2 separate regions of the Mus musculus genome follow, and region 1 is linked to region 2. Evidence: chromatin contacts called from public Hi-C data. All regions are on one chromosome and are shown on one strand. The core of a region is the stretch at or near the end of the contact, and the rest is flanking DNA. Distances in the headings are between cores, read along the strand shown.

Region 1 (6,874 bases), core at 2,367-4,866, 470 kb after region 2:
TTTCCGGCCAGTGCTAGTAGCACCTAATTTGAATCAATTAACCCGAAACTGAAGAGACCCATGGGAACACTCCTTACAGGGGAGCCCTGACACATGATAGTAAAGCAGCCAGCTAGCTAAGTTCTGGAAGCTGATTTCTCCTTACTATATTTCCCAGCATCTAAGTATGGCAGGCAAATTCACTAGAGATGTGTCTACTTGGATCTGTTTGGGACAACTATGTTCCCTATACTCAGCCAGTGAGGCAGGTTGATTACTATCTCTTTAAGTGTCTACCATTAGCCTTGGAAGCATAGGCAGGCATAAGAAAAGAGAAAGGAAAGGCCAATAATAGGGAAGGAGGCAAGTGCATGGGTCTCAAAGCTCCCCAGACCTCATGGGTAACAGCCTCTCTCAGTGAACTAAAGAGACATTGTATGAGAGATAAGTTACAAGCTGGAAGGATGCTGAGCCTCTGTCCCTTAACTTTCTTCCCTACACTCATCTAGCGGAGGCAAGTTGTTTACAGTACCTTTAAAGTCACTGGTCTTGAGTCCCTGTCCTGGTTGGCTTGCTTGCTTCCTTTCTTTATCAGCTTGAAACAAGCTAAGGCCACCTGGGAAAAGGAACCCCAGTTGGGAAAAATGCCTCCACCAGATTGCCTGTAGGAAATCTGAAGAACACGTTCTTGATTAATGATTGATATGGGAGGGGCCCAGCCCACTGTGGACAGCACCACCCCCAGTCCCAGGAAAGGTGGTGCTGGGTGGTATAAAGAAGCAAGCTGTTTAAGACATGAGGAGTAAACTAAGTAGTATTCCATCATTGTCTCTGTTTCGGTTCCTGTCTCTAGGTTCCTGCCCTTCTTGAGTTCCTGCCTTAACTTCTCTTGGTGATGTACTATAATAAGGATGTATAAGGCAAATAAACTGTGTCCTTCCCAAACTGTTTTTGGTCAATGCCTCCCACCCCAAAGGGTTTCTCTGTGTGGCCTTGGTGGTCCTGGAGCTTACTCTGCAAACCAAGCTGGCCTTGAACTCAGAGATTTGCCTGTCTCTGCCTACTGAGTGCTGGGAAGTAAATGTTTATCACAGGAATAGGAACCAAACTAAGACAGTGTTTAATAGTGTAAGATAGTATCTAGAAATCTTTTCCTGTTGTGTGAGTTTAACATTCAAGTTTCATGAAGGGGGTAGTGGGGAAGGCTAGGTTTGGGGACAGAGTGGGAGTAATCAGGGAGTACCCTAGATGAGGGATAGCTCAGGCTAGAGAATGGCTAGTGAGCAGAAACAGAGTGGGCTGGGAGGGACAGAAGCATCAAGACTTGGAATTGTAGGCTAGGGGTATGGAGGATAGAGAGGACTAGGAGGAGGGACTAACAGAGAATGGAGAAAAACTTTAGGAAGGATTCCAGGAGAGAGGAAGACAGTGGGCTCATGGAAGAGCAATCTTAACAATGCTCAGACTAACATGGCACAGCCAGAGTGTTCCACATATGGCACAAGCAGGACTGCAAGCAGGTGGTGTGGCCAAGAGGTCTGCTCAGCTCGGCAAACAAGAGAAATATTCCCCTTAGGAATGTCAAAGAGAACTGTCATCTTAAACTGAATTACCAGGGACTCCAAGAAATATACACATTTTAATGACCTTGTTTCTTCCAAGGAAACAAGTAAAAGGTCCTGCAAATGAGAAAGGGCAGACAGTAAGCTGTGCTCATAGTCGACTTTGAGCTGACAGAAGCTGGGTGTGTGGCCTGTATAAGCTGCCAGGGTCATCCTTCAAGGCCCATGCACTGAGACTTGGACAAGATCACCTTTGCACATCCAGGACAGCCAGCAGGTACTCTTATTCCAGGGGGTAAATGGCCTTTCCCAAAAAACTGACTACTTCCCATACTGAGTATGAAAATGCCTGTAAGTGGGAGGCTTACAGGAAAGACAGGCTGGCTTGGGGGAAAGTACTGTAGGAAAACTGCCACACACTCAGATGGTGTACAGGTACAGCCTGACCATGGAGAACTGCAAGCACAAGGAGCCAGATGAACGCATCCCACTGGTCCTTGATGTCATTTGGGAATCCCAAAGTCTGGGCATTTCAGTGTTGAGTTTCTGCCTCTCTCCTATGGTGATCACTATCCTGACTCTGTGAGTACAAGCCTGTGACCTTCTCATGGAACAGCACTGAGAGAAGCTGCCTACTTTCGTCAGCAGCAGCTATTTATCCCAGGCTTGTTTTTGTAGGTTCCCCCACCCAGCCATTTCCAGAAATGACTGTTCCTCTCTTCCTGACCCTTCTGTGACAGAATAAACAAGACATCTTTTGCCCAAACACCACAGGGCAAAACAAAAACAGGAAGAGAAAGCAGGCACACTAAAGCTTTAGATGTAAAATTATCAGTGTTTTTAGAAGAAGATAGATTTAAAATGTTAAGTTTTAAAGAACTTTAAACTTGTATGCTATTTTGTTTCGCTTTAGCACATGCAGACTTCTGTTAACACCTCTTTACTCAGACTCCAATAGCCTCTGACTCTTGTTGCTGATCAGGGTGGATGTCTGACTCTATATGCCAAGTGCACTGATGTTTCAGGGGTTCACACTTGGTGCTTTTATATTTGCCAATGTAAGTTCAAATTTACAAAAAGAAGGAGGCTAGACCACCTTTCTTGGAGGTAAGTAGATGACAAGAAAATGACAACAACACTTTGTTCTTTATGTTTGTTCTGACTACAGAACTTGTATTTCCATTGCTCACATCCATGATAATGAGGATGCCACTGGAAACATACCCCATAAGTGAACATCCACACAACAATCAACACAGACACACAGCACATCTGGCACACAGCACATCTGGCACACACTGGCAGTGCTGTCTGTGTGGGGGATCTAGAGCACTACTCTTGGCGCTCTGACCTTTGGGTTGGTGGCACTGAATGAGGAAGATCATCAAATATCAAATGCAGATGTGTCCCCCATTCTGTCATTCTCCTCTAGTCCTGCACCTAGTCACAGGCCACAGGACATCAGGCATCACTATGGGTACAGCAGCAGCAGTGTGGCAATGAGCCAAGTCTTCAAACTAGATAGGTGCATCCACCTTCCCCCACCAACCACACTCAACACTGCCCAACACTGTTATTCTCCCTATATGCTACTTACTTTGCACTGTCTTCTGTCCCAATCTGGTACAGGAGAGAAGCCATTAGCCATATCCCTGACCTGCAGGCTTGCTCCTTCAACACCTCCCGATTGCAGTGCTAGAGATGGAAGGGAAGTAAGTAGTGCATGATGCCTGATGCTTGGTGGGTGGGACAACTTGTAATTGCTAACCATGCCAGATCAGACACATCCATGCAATCTATGACAAGAAGACTTAAGGAACCTGGGAAAGAATGGGTACTATGACCAGTAGCTGAGTTGCACCCATGGAGTTGTCTCCTTTGTTTCTCATGACAACATCATGAATTACTCAGGTTCCTGTCTTAAAAGAAATAAAGCCTGAGAAAGATTTGGAAACTTGCCTGAAGTCACACAGCCATAAAGTAGTAGATCCGGAATCCAAGCCCAGGTCTGTCTGCTACATATAGCAACAATGACAAAAGTCCTGACAACAGTGCTAACAGCCGCAGATTAAAATAGCAGCTAGCATTTATGAGTACTTCCTCTGTCCCAGGCCCTCAGAGCAGCCTAGGATGAGCTCTGTTCTCTCCAGGAAGTCTTTGTTCACTCAGCTTTCTCGCCTGAAGACAAGATTAGAGGGTGCCTGAGCAGCATATCCATATAGTCCCCAAACCAGAAAAGAAACAAGAGGTCTTGGGGCCCGAGCACCAGCTCTAGCTCCTTCAGTAGCACTAGTCAGGCTTTGCCTGTTACCCCTGGGGTAGTCCTCTCCAGCTTTCTACATAGGACAAAGCAGATGCATGATGACTTTGGGAAACTGGCTGGTTAAAGTTTTGGACTACTGACTTCAGGTTTTAACTGAAGTCTGAGCAGCACAGAAGAGTGTGTGTGTGTGTGTGTGTGTGTGTGTGTGTGTGTGTGTGTGTGTGTGTGTGGTGTATATGACTCTCCAGGAGGCTGAAGTTGGGTCCCTGTGATCCAGAGCTCAGAGAAAAGCCGAATGATATGGAGTCAAGACTTGTTAAAAAGGAAGGACTTGTCTGAGGGGGTAACACAGAGCTTGGCCAGCAAGGACGTCTGGTACATAACAGAGAGTTATATTATGGAAGCATAGGAAGCTACTACCATTGCCAGGACCCCACTCCAGTAGCCATCCTTCTCCACAAATGAGTGACAGGGAGTGCTAGCTTCAACCTGCATTATTCATGAATGGAGAGACTTTGGAAATAAAGTGGCTGACCTCCATCAGCCATCAGCCTTCATCATTTCCCTGACTGCCCTGTGCTCCACATGTGGGCCTACCTCTCCGCCTGAGCACCTCTGTAGGCCACCTCAGAACCCAGACCCACACTATTCCTAGAGGAAAGCTATAGGGGTTAAGTGAAGGTAGGTAGATGGATGCATTAGCTTCAAGTCCTCATCTCCCCCACAAAACAGCACAGAACTCCGTTTTGAATTCTTAGTCTACAATATTTTTTTTTTTTTTTTTTTTTTTTTTTTTTTGGTTTTTGGTTTTTCGAAACAGGGTTTCTCTGTATAGCCCTAGCTGTCCTGGAACTCACTCTGTAGACCAGGCTGACCTCGAACTCAGAAATTCACCTGCCTCTGCCTCCCAAGTGCTGGGATCTAAGGCGTGTGCCACCACGCCCGGCTTTAGTCTACAATTCTTAAATCTGCCTACAAAAGCATTTTCCTTAAATCCCTTTCCACTTATGAATACCAGCCATGTGATTGGTGGGGAACACAGTAGCCAATAGCACAGACACAGTGCTGCAGCTCACATGGGGTGTGGATTACACCATCTCAGCTTTGTATACTTTGGCTTCAGTATTCACTGTGCTTAACTGCCTTGTAGCAACCCCCAGGAACACTAAAGCCCATTTAGTCTTCACACACACTCATCTCCAAAGAGTGCAGTCAAGTTAAAGGGACAAAAGCAGCTCTAATCTTAGGGACTCCTGCTTTTTCTATGCTCTGCTCGAGAAGGCTCTGTGCAGCTTCTTACAGGGGATGGAGTCCTATATGCTTCCAGCTTCTAGTTCCTAATAACACTTATGCTGGTCAGCATCATCCTGCTAGCCCTTATTCCTGATTCTTGGACCACCTACCAAAGAGACCACCTGAACACAAACCTCTGTTTGTTTAGGGGTCTGCTAATGGGAACCCAAACAAAGAAAATGGTTCCTTAATGTCACCCTCTCAGCTTTTATCTAGTACCACGGGTACCCCCAAAACACTGATTCCCCTATGAAGCACAAGCTATGCTTGGCTTGTTTGTTCTCAGTTACCCTCCTTGACAACTCCATGTGAGGCAGCAGCTGATGGGGACAGAGAAGAGTTACCATGCACCCTATCTGGCAGAGTGGTGAGCTAGAAGGGACTGAGGGCAGCAGAGACTTGCTGCCGTGGGGTAGACTTGACATAGTGGCCCCAAACACCTGAGAGAATGGGAAAAGTGACTGGAGGGCAGCACAAGCCACTCCTCAGTTTATTCAGAGAGAGGAGTGGGACCAGGGAGCTCATCCCACTTCAGGTTAGAGACCGTCCTTGCATAGCTGAGGGTACTCCTACTCATGTCTTGAAAGGTCAGCACAAAACACAGTGCCTGGCACATACTTGGAAATAAAAAAAATTGCTTGTACAATGCCTGAATGGGAATTATGGCCCCCATCACAGCTGGGGCCATGGAGAGTGACCTGGAGCTATCAACAGGAGATCTCTTATCTACTGAAATTATACTAAAGTCACATACAGTACTATCTCCTCTGCTGGGCATCTGCTTTCTTATTCCTACCTCATTCCAAACATCCTCCTCTGAATCATCCACCCCCTCAGTCTGCCAACCCTCATGACCTCTCCCACCACACTCAACAACTACCTTATAGTCCCACATCCCCACAGCGCCGCCCCCCCCCCCTTGCAGGAGAGGTGTGTGGCTATGAGTCATGTAGGAGCAGCACCAAGCCTTCCCACATGCAAATAAGGTTTCCCCCAAACTCTCAGTCCAAGCCAATTAGAGGTACCTGTTGTAGAACCCTGAATTACCCCCAAAACTGTATATAAATCCATCCAGAGAATTAAAGGTGTTCGAGAACTACTCTGTTGTCTGAGTCCTTTGTTCCAAGAGCTGTAACACTTGGGAAGAGATCGGCTCTCCTGAAGCCTGAGGCTCCGCTGCACTCCTCACTGGATAGTCAGCCTCTCAGCCCAGCCCAACCCAACTCAGTGCAGTTACCAGTGATCTGGAAGGCAGGGCAGAGACTCCACCTCCCTGCCCACACTCGCTTCCCTTCGCCGGAACTCTCCCACTAGGCCTGGGCAGAGATCTCCGTGGAAAGCCTCTGGTGCTCAGGCCCACACCCACCCCTGAGTTTTAGAGATTTAATCACAAGACGTTTAACAAATGGACCCTCAGAGGAGCTACAAATCGCTTATAAGAAAGATCAACAGCTCAAGGCCAGACTGCCACCTGTGACCCCTTCTCTAATCTTGACAGGGGACACTCTTCATACTGTGTGAGATAGATTAAAGCCCAAACCACATGCAGCACATACACAAAGTGTGACCATGACGACAAAGAAGGTAGAAGGAAACTTTAGAAGTGACTGTGATGCACATACAGACTCCAGTCTCACTGGTGGATCTTTATCTACAAACTTTACATCTGACAGCTACAACTTGTCAACAGCCTTCTGAATGTCAATACTGGGTTAAAATGTGTGAAGAGGAAAAGCAGCCAGGCACAGGCCTGTATTTCTACTACTCAGGAGGCTGA
Region 2 (7,119 bases), core at 2,498-4,997:
GTGCCTAAACTTATGAAAAGCTGAAATTGAAGGCAGACGGGGTGGATCATGCCTATAATCCCAGTGCTTAGGATGCTAAGACAGGAGTCCAGCCTTGGCTACACAGCAAGTTCTAGGCTAGCCTGCCCTACATTGTATATATATTGAAGGGAGAAAAAAAATCCGGAGACGCTGATAAAGCAGCATCTTTTCTCTAGAAAAGTCTGGGAAGCAGAGAAGACAGGAGTGACCCAGTGTGTGAAGTCTGGCGTGGTACCTACGTAGGTGACGTCTGTTGTGGAAAGGCATTTGAAAGCTGGGGGTGGAGGTGCAGTAGGGTCTGTTTGCTTATGAGGAACATGTGTGTATTATCCTGGTAGAGGAAAGGGGACAACAGTATTGTGGCAAAAGCAAGGCTCCCCTGTGGAGAGCTTTTGGGGCTGCTTCTAGGAGTTTGGTAGGAATTTGATATCAGGCTGGGACAATGAAGTAGGCTCAAGGCAAATACAGATGAAGAACGTGTTCTTTGGATCTGGACCATCCTGATAAACCCCTAGACACAGTGACCTCTGTTTATTGCCTTGATTTTTGCCCTGCTTGTTCCTTGACTACTTTGTCTACGCCTTAAGGACTGACCATATTCTTTGTATGTACCCAGAATGATATAAAAGCAGACTGGAAAAAAATAAACTCGCCTTTAGTCTCAGAACTGGCTGGGGTCATGCTACAGTGTTGTCTAACTGTCTTTTTTAACCCTCACTCCCGACCTGGAGAACCCGTTGACTGCCTGAGCTAGCTTAGTTACTCCCCCGTCATGATGTCTAACTACATAGCTTAACTAGAAGTAACAATGATATGCAGCTCTCTCCCGCACGCTGTGAAGAGCTCACAAACCCACCTCTACAGTCACTCTCTGTTCAGGGCACTGTGGTGTGGAAGCTGCATTCCTGTGCTCGGGTCACAAGCACGGCTTTTGATTTCATCTTCACAGTACTGTTTGGTCTTCCAAGCATGAGTTAAAGCTGCTTAGGACTTATAACACTCCTTTCCTTACCCTAGGTGAAGTTAATGAGTAATAAACCCGCCATTGATCACAGTTTCGCTGTGAGGAGTAATGATGACAGATTCTGGGGCAAAGTCTTCTGTAGACTAAGTACCAGGAGACGTAGCTTTTCATTGCTTCACTGCAGATCCTAGAGTCAGAGATTCTACCCCCTTCATAAACTTGGCTTCTACTGCGTCCACTAGACAAGAAGAGCCAGTGAGATGGCTCAGTGGATAAAAGTGCCTGCCACCAAGCCTGAATGACTTGGGGTTAGTCTGGGGAAAGAGAGCTCCTGAAGTTGACCTCTGACCTCCACACATATGGCTGTATATACACACACAAAATAATAAGTAATACAGTCATGCTGGCCAGTCTTATTATGTCAACTTGACACAAGCTAGAGTTTCCTGAGGCTAGCCTCTGTCTCCAAAGCCCTGGAATTAACTGATGCACACATGTCCCACCCCCAAGCAAACTTTTTTTTTTTTTTTTTGAAGACAGGGTTTCTCTCTGTAGCCCTGGATGTCCTGGAACTAGCTCCATAGAACAAGCTGGTGTCCATCTCAGAGATCTACCTGCCTCTGCCTCCTGAGTGCCGGTATGTTATATAAAAGTGTGTGCCACCACCACCAGACTATAATAAGCTCTTTTAAAATGAGGGGATAGAGCCACTTGTAAAACTGCATACACATCATTGTTTCAATTGTATTAAAGTGGTGCATGCAGATAGTGAAGTTGAGATTTTACAGGCAGATTTCTTGCAGTTTTCCTTCTGTTTGTGTTTGCTGGCTTGCTTGTTTTTTGAGATGAGATTTCTCTGTGTAGCCCTGGCTGTCCCAGAGCTCACTCTGTAGATCAGGCTGGCTTCGAACTCAGAAATCCTCCTGCCTCTGCCTCCTGAGTGCTAGGATGAAAGGTGTGTGTCACTATGCCCCACTGTGGTTTCTGTACATTTGCAAATTCACACAGTTAAAAGGGAAAGGGCATACCTCTCATGCTAGGGGGGTTCCTCCGAGTGTGTTTGTTGTTGCAGATATCCTGGATGTTCTGGACCACATCAGAACTCAGCCCATGCTCCCTCATGATGGCCAACACCTTCCTGTCCATCAGGTTATGAGACCTGAGACAGTTGAGGTAACTGCAGTTGCCCCGGGTGAAGTGCTCACAGATGTGGAGTCTCTCGCAGGGCTGCGGCTGCCCGCAGATCTGTTTGCGGCCCTCTCCTTTGTAACTCTTGCATATCTAGAGAAGAAAGAAAGAACCATGAGGCAAGAACACCTGGACCTGGCTGCCACACCACCAGTTAAGGGTGCAGCCCCCCCCCCCAAAAAAAACAACCCAGGAGAGCCATGGGGGAAACAATGCACGCAACACCCAAGGCTGATGAGATGGCTTCAACTGGTGACTTATTTGGGGACAGAAGAGTCGAAAGAATTAACAGACAATATCACGTATGATGGTGCATACCTGTAACCCAGTGTTCAGGAGGCCGAGGCAAAGAGGATCACAAATGCAGTGCAGAAACCTTGCATTTAAAAGAAAGGAAACTTAAAGGAGAAAAATAGTGATGAATTTGATAATTCCTGGGAGAATCAAACTCACATGGCAAGCTGTACACAGGACATCATAAGGGAGCCCCAAAGAGGAAGTCTAATTTGGATCTTAACTTACTCTACCGTTGAAAGGAAAAAAAAGTGTGTGTGTGTTATTTGCAACTTTGGGATTTTGTCATTTGTCTCTGATAGCCAGAATAGGACCTGTTCAAATGATTTTGTATGTGAGGGGTGGGAGAGAGGGAAGAAGTAGGGTGATGAACTCTTTTAAAAAAAAAGAGATTTATTTATTTATTTATTTATTTATTTATTTATTTATTTATTATGCTTACAGCGCTCTGCCTGCATGTGTGGCTGCAGGCCAGAAGAGGGCATCATATCACCGTATGGATGACTACAAGTGGTTGCTGGGACTTGAACTCAGGCCCTCTTAACCTTTGAGTCATCTCTCCAGCCTTCCTTGACCTATGAAGACATCCACCTGCCTCTGCCTCCCAGGAACTGGGATAAAGGTGTGCACACTCCTCCCCACTTGGTTTTTGTTTGTTAGCCAGAATGAAAGGTGCGCACCACTGTGCTGCTCAGCCTTGCTTTCAGGTTTTGGACACGAGGACTCATGTAGCACAGACTAGATTTCAACTCATAATCCTGCTTCCCTGACCTCCCAAGTGCTGGGATTGCAGGCACACACCACCATAACCAACTCAGTAAGGAAATCCTTACCCACTATCTAGACTCCCTTTGGGGGTCAAATAGCAGGGTAAGATTCATAACAGCAGCAAAAGTGCAGTTATGATGTAGCAATGAAATAATTTGATGGTTGGGGGTCACCCACAACACAAGGAACTGCATTAAAGGGGCACAGTGTTAGGAAGGTTCCAGTGTTCTATTTTTTTTTTAATTTATTTATTATATATAAGCACACTGTAGCTGTCTTCAGACACCCAGAAGAGGGCATCAGGTCTCATTACGGATGGTTGTGAGCCACCACATGGTTGCTGGGATTTGAACTCGGGACCTTTAGAAGAGCAGTCAGTGCTCTTAACCGCTGAGCCATCTCTCCAGCCCCCAGTTACAGTATTCTAAACAAACACATCTGCACACATAGCTCTACAGAGCTGGAGTAAAATCCAGGGATGGTGCAATCAGATCATGTGGCTACAGGGCTAACAGAGACTGCTTTAAAGTCAAGGCCCTAGAAGCAGCTGGGTAACCTCCCGGTCCCAGTGACCTTCTAGTTTCTGTTTCCTTTTCGACAGCAGAAGGAAAATATTTGTTCTGTCTGCCTGCCTAACATCTGTTGGGAGGCGGCGTGACAAAGTATAAGACTGTATTGTGCAAAGTAAGAAGTCTGAGGCAGGTGTCTGAGCCACTAGGTGAAGAAAATGATTAGTCATTAGCCTCACCTTGCAGGCAGCTGAAAGATGAAGGTGTTTAGTTCAATAGGCTGTATGAACTGGGAATGAGTCTGGATGCAGAGACAAAGGCTGACCCCAGGAATAGTGACAGAGCCTCTAGAACCAGACTTCAGCGCATAAGTGCTACCGAATCTAATTCTAGACCACAGTTCTTAAAGTGAGGTGTCTGAACCATGAGCATCACCTGGACACATAGAGGAATCCAGGAGCTGGCTTGTAACACAGGCCCTGGGTTCAATTCCCAGTAGCAGGTACACCAAGCATAATAGTACGTGTCTACTACTATGAGCCCTCAAGAAGTGGAGAAAGTATGTCTGTTTGAGGCTAGCCTGGGCTACATAGGGTGCTCGTGTCTCTAATAAAACAAAGAGCAGGTGAGGTGGGGTATACCTTTAACCCCAACTAGGAAGGCAGAGGCAGGTGGATCTCTATGTGTTCAAGCTACACAACGCCCTGCCTTCAGAGCTCAGTGGACACCTCAAAAATCACCTGTTGTGCCAGAGTTTTTAAATGCCCCCAAATGGTCAATCCTCAAGAAATCTCCATTGGCTAGCTTGTCTTATCTAACAGAACTCCAACCTTCTTGGCAGCTTCATATCTCTTCTACCCTTCCATCTCTTCCTGTATTGCTCTGCCTCCCTGTCTGTCTTCTGCCCCTTTCGGCGTTGCTCCTGCTCAGTCTCCCATTCTGTGTGAGACTGCTAATGACTTTGTATTGTGGGTACACTCAGGGATTCTCCACTCAAGGGCTTTTCTCGGGTCATGCATGGTCCTTTGAGCAACATCAACTGACTCTCCACTCTATAAGCCTATGCAAATAAGACTTCATTATCTTCCATCATCTGTCTTTCCTCTAGTAATAGAAGTCCTTGACAGGCAGCCACTCCGCCAGCAACTACATTTCTCAGCCCCACTTTCAACTAATATGACCATGTGATTAGCACTGGCCAATGAGATGTGAGCAGATGTGCTACACACAGTGTCCAGTTTTCAAAAGGGTAAACTGCTTGGCTTCAACTTCCCTTCTACAATCCCACTGACTAAAAAGTGGTGACAGAAATCCCTGTACTAAGAGATGAAAGCCACATTCCGAAGACAACAGGGCTCGTAACTCACTAACATGAGTCTTGCAAAAAGGTGTTGGACCCTCTTCCCAACCCTGCGGCATATCTGCCTGCCCGCATCCACACAGGACCCAGAGGCACCGTACTTCTGTAACAATCCACAGTCAACAATTTAGGCTCTTCTGGCCAGTCAGTCTCTGTTGCAACTACTCACCTGACCCCTGGAGGGGGAAACAGAAACAGAAAACCTGTAAACTCATCTGCACGGCTGTGTTCCACTAGACTTTTATTTCTGGACTAGGTTTGGCTTCTGGGCTGTAGCCTACTGGTCCTTGATGAGGCTATCAAGGAGTAAAAAGCTTAAAGTATATTTTCTTTATCACTGAATTTACAGTAGGAGTCTCTGGCACAGTGACACAATCTGTGCCTGCATCTTTCAGGCATCCAGCTTCAATTCCAAGGCTACCCTGATGTTAAGCCTCAGGCAGTCCAGCTACCGCCACGTCTTCAAGCCATCTTTGTTCACAGTGGAATCCCTGGCAGCCATGTGGACCCAAATTCTTCTTTCATTTGTTCAGACAGGGTCTCACCAGGTAGCCTTGGCTGGCCTGGAACTTATTACATAGACAAGGCTAGCCTCAAACTCATATAGATCTGCCTGCCTCTGCCTCCCAAGAGTGCTGGGTTTAAAGGTGTGCACCAGCACGTCTGGCTTGCACATAATACTCTTGCCTGGTGTTTAAAGTGAGAACCAGGACCTACCTCAGGCATGAAGAAAGGGTCGCTTTGGACCAGGAGGACCGCCAGCTCCTCTTGGTTAAGCCCGGAGAGCTCATGATTCTTCAGGACCTGGAAGTTCTGTTCCGAGAGAACATCGTGAGAATATTTGCAGAGGTTCCTGGAAGGACAGAGGACAACTGTCAATGTTTGCACGTCACAGCGGAAATGAGAAAGAAGACAGCCATATTCACACGGCATGGGGGTAGAAAGAGGGCCGGGAGAGGGACGGCAGGCATCTCGAGTTCTAAGCAAAGGGGGAGAAGAAAAGAGGACACAGAAGGAATTACTGGGAAGAAGAAAGGGTTTACTGAGTTGGAGAGATGGCCCTGCAGTTAAGAGCACCGACTGCTCTTCCAGAGGTCCTGAGTTCAATTCCCAGCAACCACATGGTGGCTCACAACCACCATAAATGGGATCTGATGCCCTCTTCTAGTGTGTCTGAAGAGAGCAATAGCATACTCACATACATAAAATAAATCTTTTAAAAAGGGGGAGGGTACCAAGAGGGTGCAGGGGAGCAGGGAAGGGCCTTGGGAGAAGGGAACAAACCGGCAGGGCATGGAGATGTGAAAACACCATACTGAAATCCATCATTCCATACGCCAGCCTAAAAGACTGAGTTCAACTTCAGTGGTAGACCACCTGCTTAGCATGTGTGAAGTAGATTAAAAAGGAAAAGTTCACTAAACTTTCACTCAGCAAAGATCAAATGCTGTATCCTTTGGTAATTAACACAGACTAATCAATCCTACAGAAAGAATACAATTTTATGAGGTCCACTGGCCCAGCCAGATGACATCCTGGGTAATGGTAAATGTTTGCCAACAAACCCAGTGACCTCAGTTTGATTGCACATACACAAATATATACTTTAAACAACAAACAACAACAGGGTCTCACTATACAGATAAAATCAACCAGGCTGGTTTCAAACTCATGGTGATCTGCATGCCTCTGTCTCCATATTAAAAAAAAAAAAAAAAAAAAGAAAAAGAAGCTGGGCAGTGGTGGTGCTCACCTTTAATTCCAGTACTCGGGAGACAGAGGCAGGCAGATTTCTGAGTTCGAGGCCAGCCTGGTCTACAGAGTGAATTCCAGGACAGCCAGGGCTACACAGAGAAACCCTGTCTTGAAAAAAAATCACACACACACACAAGAAAGAAAAGAAAAGAAAAGGGAAGGGAAGGGAAGGGAAGGGAAGGGAAGGGAAGGGAAGGGAAGGGAAGGGAAGGGAAGGGAAGGGAAGGAAAGGAAAGGAAAGGAAAGGAAAGGAAAGGAAA

Evidence for each region. A called contact is a pair of places that touch in the nucleus more often than the background predicts.
Region 1: a contact with region 2 is called in a Hi-C map of regulatory T cells, with 3 times the contacts expected there. The contact joins two enhancer-like sites. A contact is called at or near these places in 1 of 484 Hi-C or Micro-C datasets (regulatory T cells) and 2 of 115 datasets of contacts at active chromatin or transcription factors (effector CD8 T cells and memory CD8 T cells).

The regions. Positions count from the first base shown.
Region 1 is chr6:38,803,620-38,810,493 of GRCm38.p6, forward strand. The region is part of intron 2 of Hipk2 (homeodomain interacting protein kinase 2); the gene reads right to left. Among named protein-coding and RNA genes, the nearest start is that of Hipk2, 69 kb to the right of the region's middle. Within about 2 kb of position 3,617, at least 30 of the 459 cell types and tissues checked have an H3K27ac peak or open chromatin away from gene starts, as enhancers often do. A contact at or near this core is called in regulatory T cells, where this site is marked.
Region 2 is chr6:38,334,399-38,341,517 of GRCm38.p6, forward strand. It overlaps Zc3hav1 (zinc finger CCCH type, antiviral 1), which reads right to left. Exons shown (of 13, transcript NM_001347122.1): 2 at 5,822-5,957; 3 at 2,014-2,266. Among named protein-coding and RNA genes, the nearest start is that of Zc3hav1, 17 kb to the right of the region's middle. Within about 2 kb of position 3,748, at least 43 of the 459 cell types and tissues checked have an H3K27ac peak or open chromatin away from gene starts, as enhancers often do. A contact at or near this core is called in regulatory T cells, where this site is marked.